2 separate regions of the Macaca mulatta genome follow, and region 1 is linked to region 2. Evidence: chromatin contacts called from public Hi-C data. All regions are on one chromosome and are shown on one strand. The core of a region is the stretch at or near the end of the contact, and the rest is flanking DNA. Distances in the headings are between cores, read along the strand shown.

Region 1 (4,205 bases), core at 143-2,642, 130 kb after region 2:
ATTCCACTGTTCTGAGGCTTAGAAAGTCCTTTTATACCGAGACATCAGACAAACAGATCCCATGAGAGTAGCTGGGATTGCATGTGTGGGCCACCCCTCCCGGCTATCACTTCCTTTCTCTGAGTCAGCTTTTCTCTCTGAGACTTGCCTACTCCATGAACTCAGGAAATGTCACTACAGGTGGCCCCAGCTCCCATTTACCTCCCCATAGGGAGCTCCTCTCTCCAGCTCCAATTTCAAAACCCCCAAGGAAGCGTTCTGGTTCACTCGCTTGGGCCACTGGCCAGAGGGATGGGATACTCGGAAAGATTCAGCTAGAGTGCCGGACCCAGCCCTGGACCAGCACTGTGCCCCATGGTGAGATGCCAGGGCTGGGATTCAGGGAGAAGAAAGGAGGTTCCTGCGCAGTCATTCCTGCCTTCTGCGGCTGCGGGCTCCCAGCCCCGTCCTGTGCACGAAGCGGGAGCTTCTGCTGTCTGGCAGCAGCTGCTCTGCAGGGGATGGTAGAAAGTTCATCCTTGGCCGGGCGCGGTGGCTCACGCCTGTAATCCCAGCACTTTGGGAGGCCGAGGCGGGCGGATCACAAGGTCAGGAGATCGAGACCACGGTGAAACCCCGTCTCTACTAAAAATACAAAAAATTAGCCGGGCGCGGTTGTGGGCGCCTGTAGTCCCAGCTACTCGGGAGGCTGAGGCAGGAGAATGGCGTGAACCCGGGAGGCGGAGCTTGCAGTGAGCCGAGATCGCGCCACTGCACTCCAGCCTGGGCGACAGAGCCAGACTCCGTCTCAAAAAAAAAAAAAAAAAAAAAAAAGAAAGAAAGTTCATCCTTAACCCCAGCTTTCCAGTCAAGGTTCCCACCAGTCTGGACACCTGCAAGTGTCACATGCCGCTGGGTGAAACTCTAAGATCCCTTTTAGAGGATCCCATTCGCTCCCTCCCTTCCGCCGCCTTGCAGCGCCGAGAAACAAAGCTCTGAAAGAACCATCAGATATCCGTACGCTGGGGCCTTTCCAGGATGGCGGGGCCCCGTCGTTTCTGGGTCGGGATGACGCCTGGAACCAGGCGGGGTCCCTAGCACCGGGATCCCGAAAAGCAGACTTGCTTCTCCTTGTCCAGCTCGTTCCTCTTTCCCTTGCAGTCGGCCCCCTGCATCTGCCGTCCTCCCTCCCAGTCGAGGGCCCCCAGCTCCAACTCCACCCTCCCATCTGTGCGTTCGTAGCGACCGCCCTCCCTGTAGCGGCACACGGACCTGGTGGTGGAGTCTTGGTCTCCAACAAGGCTGGCCAGGATTGGACAGAAACCGAAGGGGCGAGGCGGGTCCGGGGGTGCTGCGCTCCAATTGGGTGCTGTCCCAGGGAGTGGGGCCTGAGCCCGTATTTCCCGCGGCCGCCCTGAGCCTGCCACAGCCGCTGCCCACACCGCCATCAGCGCCTTCACTGCCATCCCCGCTGTCCTTGCAGCCCCCGCCATGGGCCTAGAACTGTACCTGAACCTGCTGTCCCAGCCCAGCCGCGCCGTCTACATCTTCGCCAAGAAGAATGGCATCCCCTTCGAACTGCGCACTGTGGATATTATCAAAGGTGGGCCCAACCCGTTTCCTCGCGTGTCCACAAATCCAGTGCACCCCCAGGCCCCTTGCCCTGTTCCGCCCTGAGCGTCTCGCCGCCCGCACAGCCCCCTCACCTCCTCCTGCAGCGTCTGCCACCAGAGAATGCTGTCGATTGAGTGACCTTGGAGGGATCACAGCCTTCTCTGAACCTTAGCTTGCTTTCTGAAAAGGAGGATAATGTTGCCTTCTGTTCTGTAGGGGTGGAAAGAAAATACTTAATGGAGTTTTCAGAATTCTTGCGTGGAATGCACGCATTTAAATTCACAAAGCCCGGAAAACGTTGGGAAGGACGTGCTGTTGTAAGAATTAAGAGATGGGAAGAGATGAGCCACCCCAGTTTGCCTCCCTTCCCCTGGCCCACCAGAGTCCTGGCTAGAAAACTTCTCTGCATCCACCTGCTGCACCTGGCCCCACCCACCAAAGCCCCCCAGCTGCCCCAGAATGTGGCAGGGCAGGGAGGCCCACCCAGGGAATGGGGTTGATCCAGCCCTCTGGAACCAGACCTTGCTGTTTCTCAGGGGTGTGGAGCTCTGCTTGGGGAGGGAGAGGGAGGGTGGAGAGGTGCAGCTTTTTTACTCTGAAGACCTTGTCTGACTCTTCAGGGCAGCACAGAAGCAAGGAGTTCTTCCAGATCAACAGCCTGCAGAAAGTGCCTGTGCTCAAGGATGGTGATTTCATCTTGACCGAAAGGTGCCCTCCTTCCCTCTCCCCTCCCACATCCGGAGCACATGTGACCCTGGCTGTCCCCACTGTGGGCCCTCCCATACCCCATGGGGCAGCAAGAGGAAAGGAGAGGGATCTGGGGAGAAGGTACAGCTTGGGGTGTGCCTGGGTTGAGCAGGGGCTGACAGAGCATGTCCCCGCACCTCTCATCTTTGGTGTCATCTGAGCCCCAGGGCCTCTCTGCTCCCAGACTGAAGGATATTGGAAGAGAAGACAAGGGAACATTTTTCCAGTGTTGCACAGAGTGGGTTCAACAAATGCAAGCTGAAAAGAGCCTCTAGTGACTTGTGGCAGACTACCCCAATCTGCCCAGGCCAGGCCTAGAGGCCAGTGCCATGGCCCAAGGGCACAGCTCGTGGTGAGGTCCAGCTGCTGGGCAGGAAGAGGACAAGAGGTCAGGTGGCTGCAGAAGTGATGGCTGTGGGACCTGTCAGAGGAGGGCCGAACGAAGACCTGCCTCCCCTCGTGATCCCTGATCCATGCGCATGGGCACGCAAGTGACTCCACGGAGCATCCACTGTGTGCCGGCCCCATGCTGGGTTCCAGTGGTCCAGGGAGCCTTTTCTGAGCTGCACTGCCTCAGACAAGTCACTTGACCATTCTGACCTTGAGTTTTCTCTTGTGCTAAAGGGCTAACGGGAGTCTACCTCATAGGGCAGCTGCTGGGATATCACAGAGATGAGGTTCTCAAAGTGCAAAGCAGAAGGTCCAGCCAAGAGTCGGTGCCTAAGAAAACAAAGACAGGAGGAGACTCGGGGGAGGAGGGGTTGGTGTTGGGGAGCTGGAGATGGAGGGTGAGGCTGGAGGGCAGTCCTTCAAATGCAGAGAAACCCCCAGGCCCCACTGGCGGATGGGAGCAGCTGGGGGTAAAGGCCTGGTGCCAGTGTCCTTACAGCCACTGCCCATTCATTCCCAGCTCAGCCATCCTGATTTACCTGAGCTGTAAGTACCAGACGGCGGACCACTGGTATCCATCTGACCTGCAGGCTCGTGCCCGTGTTCATGAGTACCTGGGTTGGCATGCTGACTGCATCCGCGGCACCTTTGGTGTACCCATGTGGGTCCAGGTGAGGAGAGCCATCTGGAGAGTGGTTGGCATTCAGAGAGTAGTTTGGAGTAGGCAGGGGCCATCCACTGACCCACTCTCTGCCCCCATCAGGTGTTGGGGCCACTCATTGGGGTCCAGGTGCCCGAAGAGAAGGTGGAACGCAACAGGACTGCCATAGACCAGGCCCTGCAATGGCTGGAGAACAAGTTCCTGGGGGACAGGCTCTTCCTTGCTGGCCAGCAGGTGACGCTGGCTGATCTCATGGCGCTGGAGGAGCTGATGCAGGTGTGAGCTCAGCCTGTGGGCAGTGTCCCTCTTCGTGCCACACCCACGAGGCAGACGGAAACACTGAGGCCTGGAGAAAGCCAGGGCTTTGCTCGGAGTCATAGAGCAAGTTTCTGGATGATCTGGGGCCAGAACCTTGAGCTTCTGCCTCCTGCCTGGGTGTGGGTCTCACCCCGGCTGCTCTTGGCCTCTAAGGCTGAACATACTGCCTGGGCCTCCATGGTCCATTCATCGGGGCTGGGGAATGGACCATGTCTCTGATACATTTGCCTATGGTTCCAGCATTCGGGTTGGCAGTGACAACTGGGAAAGTTATATCCCCACAACCTTTTCATCCTTGTTCCTGCAGCCGGTGGCTGTCGGCTACGAACTATTCAAGGGACGGCCACGACTGGCAGCATGGCGTGAACGAGTGGAGGCTTTCCTGGGTGCTGAGCTGTGCCAGGAGGCCCACAGCCTCATCTTGAGCATCCTGGAACAGGCGGCCAAGAAAACCCTCCCAACACCCCCACCAGAGGTCTATCCGACTATGCTACTT
Region 2 (4,030 bases), core at 79-2,578:
CCAACTCCTGACCTCGTGATCCGCCCGCCTCAGCCTCCCAAAGTGTTGGGATTACAGGCGTGAGCCGCCTCGCCAGGCCTTTACTTTTTTTTTTTTTTTTAATAGAGATGAGGGTCTGCCCGTGTTGCCCAGGCTCATCTTGAACTCAGGGGCTCAAAGTGATCCACCTACCTCAGCCTCCCAAAGTGCTGGGATTACGGGTGGGAGCTACTGCATCCAGCCTAAAATGTTTAAAGTTAGGTTTTTGCATTAGGTTTGTGTGCACCTGGAATGACTTTTGTATATGAAGTGAGACAGAGGTCCAGTTTTCATTTTTCCCCATATAATCAATTGTCCTAGAGCCATTTATTAGCCCGTCACTTTCCGCTTTTTTTTTTTTTTTTTTTGAGATGGGGTCTTGCTCTATCGCCCAGGCTGGAGTGCAGTGGCGCCATCTCGGCTCACTGCAAGCTCCGCCTTCTGGGTTCACGCCATTCTGCTGCCTCCGCCTCGTAGCTGGGACTACAGGCGCTTGCCGCCACGCCTGGCTAATTTTTTGTATTTTTAATAGAGATGGGGTTTCACCATATTAGCCAGGATGGTCTCGATCTCCTGACCTCGTGATCCGCCCGCCTTAGCCTCCCAAAGTGCTGGGATTACAGGCGTGAGCCACCGCACCCGGCCACTTCCCACTTATTTTTTAAGGGGGAAAAGGCAATGGTTGTTTTGAAAAAAATTAACCTATCTAAATAAAGTATCAGCAGTTGAAACTAACGATGTATATTACAACAGTATTATGACCAAGTTGCCTCTACCCCAAGAATTCAAGAATGGTTTACCATTAGAAAGTTTATTGATGTAACTGATCTCATTAACAGATTTAAAGAATACCCATATGATCATCTTAATAGATGCAGGAAAATCATGCAATAAAATACCTATTTATGATAACTGCTGATATGTTATTTGTGCTTTTCCTTAAAAATGCAGTGTTTTTAGGAATTAAAGTTCAGAGCAGCAAAAGTCAAACAAAAACCAAGTCTGAGCAATAGAGCTACTACAATGCCCATCACAGTCTTTGCTCAGATGACTACCTAAGGTCATGTTCAGCTCTATGTTTCTGTGACCACAAATAGCATCTTTGGCAAATCTGGTTTCAGTTGGTCTTTGTCCAGCTCCTGGATTCCATGCAGGGCCTGAGAAGCCCTCAAGGATAAGAGATTAATCCGGTCCAGTGGACTCCGTGGTTCCTCAACTCCAAGTGCCCCCACCATAGGTGGGACCTGCCTCTCTCGCAAAGGATCCCTGGCGGCAACCCGAGACCGGTTCAGACCGGTTCTCCTACCCGCATTCCGCCGAGTCTCTCGCTCTGCCCAGGACGCACAGATGAGAGCGCTCAGCAGACTGGTGGGTCTGTCTTTCGGTCCTTCCTAATTTCCCCCTCCTCTGGGGAAAGGTCAAGGATACCTGAACCAAAGTGTCTGGCGGGGTGTAGGTGGCGGGGGGGTGCATCTGTGCACAATCAAGGGCTTGGCCCTCCCGAGAGCGCCCAGGGGCAGGGGCCTCCTAGGTTCTGGCGGCCGACAGGGGCGACCGGCGCAGGGGGTCGCGCAGGATTGCGGCTGAGGTCCCACCAGCGAGAGACAGAGACCCTCAGACATTTAGTCCAGAGACTGCAGCAAGGAAGGGGGACGAGGGGCCAGGGCCGGAATTTCGGGGGAGGGAGCGCAGTGACCAGAGTCGTTTGCTGGCACCTGTAGGGGCGAATGCAGGGGCTGGGCCGAGATGACCTTGGACCAGAGCTCCCTTCCGGCCTGCAGAGATGAGCTTGGGGTTTAGCTTAGTGAGGAGTGAGCAGCTTTTCAGCCGCAGTGCTGCGGCAGAGGCGGATGGAGGATGGAGGATGAACTGGAGCCGTCCTTACGACCTCGGACGCAGGTAAGCCCCCAGCGGTGGCGACCCCCCACCGCACGGTGGCGACAAACCCCGCGGCGGCAACCCCCTCCCCCCACCGCGGCGGCGACGCCTTTCCCCCCACGCGGCGGCGAGCTCCCCAGCACCGGCAGCAACTCTAACACGCTGCGGGTCCGCGCTTGCGCCTCAGGCGCCCTCCGCGACAGTCTAACGGCTCTGCCCTCCACTGCGCCTGCGCTTGAGTCTCAGGCCCCATTCCCGGCCACTGGTTAGCGTTGTGCGAACCTTCTGCTTGTGCGGCCGCTCTGAATACCCACTGCGCTTGCGCCACCGCTTCGTCTCGACTGGTTGGCGCCTCTCAAACGCTTACTGCGCGTGCGCTAGCCCCTTTTTCACAGCTGGGTACCGCGCGCTGACCTTCACTCCGCGCGCATGCGCTCGGTTAACCGCTTGGTAATGGCAGCTGGGGTCTCCCTGGGACAGCAAGACCTCCGCTCAGGCCCCTCTTCCGAATGCTCCATGCCCTCCTGCGATCTGGAATGGTCTGAATTCTCATACCTGCCCAGACCAGGCATTTCAGATGAGGGATTGAGGACCTAAGTGAACTGCGCATGTGTAGCCACCTTGGAGGCTTAACTAAGTCGTCAAATGTTAAAAAAACATCGTGCTTGTATGTACAGTGGCGTTAGGTGCTAGGCTCAGATGTCCATAGGCAGGTGTTTACGTCCAGGGTCGGCCTGTGGGCCAGAGCAAGGTTGCTGGACCCTGGCATCCCAGCCCCCAGAGATGCTAAATCCTCTGCCGATCAGCCCTGACCTCAGAGGCAGTGAGCCCTCCGAGCACGGCAGTCCTGACCGCTCACTCCTTCCCGTGACTGTTTCCCACCCTGGCCTCTTTCCTCCTCATGATGCCCTCAGCTCTGACCTGGCGTCCTGCCTCACAGAGGGAAAGGGCGCAGCCAGAGGAGAGCGCCTGCACTGCCCACCGCTTCTATGGGTTCCTCCCCAATCTGGACTGATTTCTTTATGTATTTGCATGGCACATTTCCTCACCTCCTTTGTCTTCATTTGCACTTGTATTCCTTGACAGCCCTATTTAAAATAGCACCAGCTGAGGTGGGAGGATCGCTGGAGCCCAGGAGTTTGAAGCTGCAGAGATCTAATAGGATCTCACCACTGCACTCCAGCGTGGGCGACCTAGGGAGACCTTGTCTGTAAGAAATAAAAATAAAATAGCACCACCTGGGCCTAACACTTCCTACGCCCCTTCCCTGCTTTAAGTCTCTGTAGCACCAGCTGATGTACTATATATTTTGCTCATTCATTTTGCGATTGCTTGTCTTTCCCTGCTCTGATAGCTCATTGATTTTGTCTGTCGTTCACTGCTGTATCCCAACACCCAGAACAGTAGGATTATTGACCATAATAGGGAGGCAGTAAATCTTTGTTTGCCTAATTAATGGTCCGTATCATAGCTAATGTCTGAATGCTTACCATGACCAGGCACGGTATAGGCAATCTCCATGCATGATCTCATTGAATTAAACAATTTCCTGTAGTCTTGGAGACCTGTCAACATCTGCTACATGAGTTCAGCTGCTATCAAGCACTGTGTTCGCTGCTTCCTTCAGATCTGCTGTCTTAAGGGAACTCTCACTTCCATGAAGCCCCCGTGGAGCTGTAATGTGGCCCCATTGGGACCAGACTCCAGGTTTCTCACCTGGCTTCTTCCTAAGGCTTCCAGCCTAAGAGAAAGTTACTTAGGCCTTATGGGAACTATGGGCAGCTAGGGCCCCTGTCACCAACCTGTCTCCAGACCTATGGCAAAGCCTTCAGCAGGATTCTGCCCTCCAGAGTCACTTCCTGTGCTCCCCCACCTTCCAGTGCAGTATCTCACTGAATGGTGAAAGCACAACTGGCTCTTTCCCAGCTATATCTTGCCCCCCCAGCACACTTCCTGGCTGAGATAAACACTCAGGTTTTTTTTTTTTTGTGATACAGTCTCACTCTATTGCCCAGGCAGGAGTGCAGTGGCGCAATCTGGGCTCACTGCAACCTCCGCCTCCCAGATTCAAGCAATTCTCCTGCCTCAGCCTTCCGAGTAGCTGGGATTACAGGTGCCTGCCACCACGCCTGGC

What was found. Hi-C and Micro-C count contacts between places; a contact is called where the count stands out from the background.
Region 1: a Hi-C map of liver shows a contact between it and region 2, with 5 times the contacts expected there. The contact joins the promoter of GSTT2B here to the promoter of SLC2A11 in region 2. A contact is called at or near these places in 2 of 14 Hi-C or Micro-C datasets (fetal cortex germinal zone and liver).

Annotation. Positions count from the first base shown.
Region 1 is chr10:28,155,395-28,159,599 of T2T-MMU8v2.0, forward strand. GSTT2B (glutathione S-transferase theta 2B) reads left to right here and starts at 1,393. Exons shown (of 5, transcript NM_001257634.1): 1 at 1,393-1,582; 2 at 2,214-2,301; 3 at 3,251-3,401; 4 at 3,494-3,667; 5 at 4,017-4,205. The coding sequence starts at 1,471. It also overlaps the pseudogene LOC107000604.
Region 2 is chr10:28,029,367-28,033,396 of T2T-MMU8v2.0, forward strand. It overlaps SLC2A11 (solute carrier family 2 member 11), which reads left to right and starts at 1,329. Exons shown (of 12, transcript XR_013399453.1): 1 at 1,329-1,917. It overlaps LOC144331878 (a long non-coding RNA gene), which reads right to left. Exons shown (of 4, transcript XR_013399458.1): 4 at 777-4,030. It overlaps LOC144331882 (a long non-coding RNA gene), which reads left to right and starts at 3,872. Exons shown (of 2, transcript XR_013399462.1): 1 at 3,872-3,993.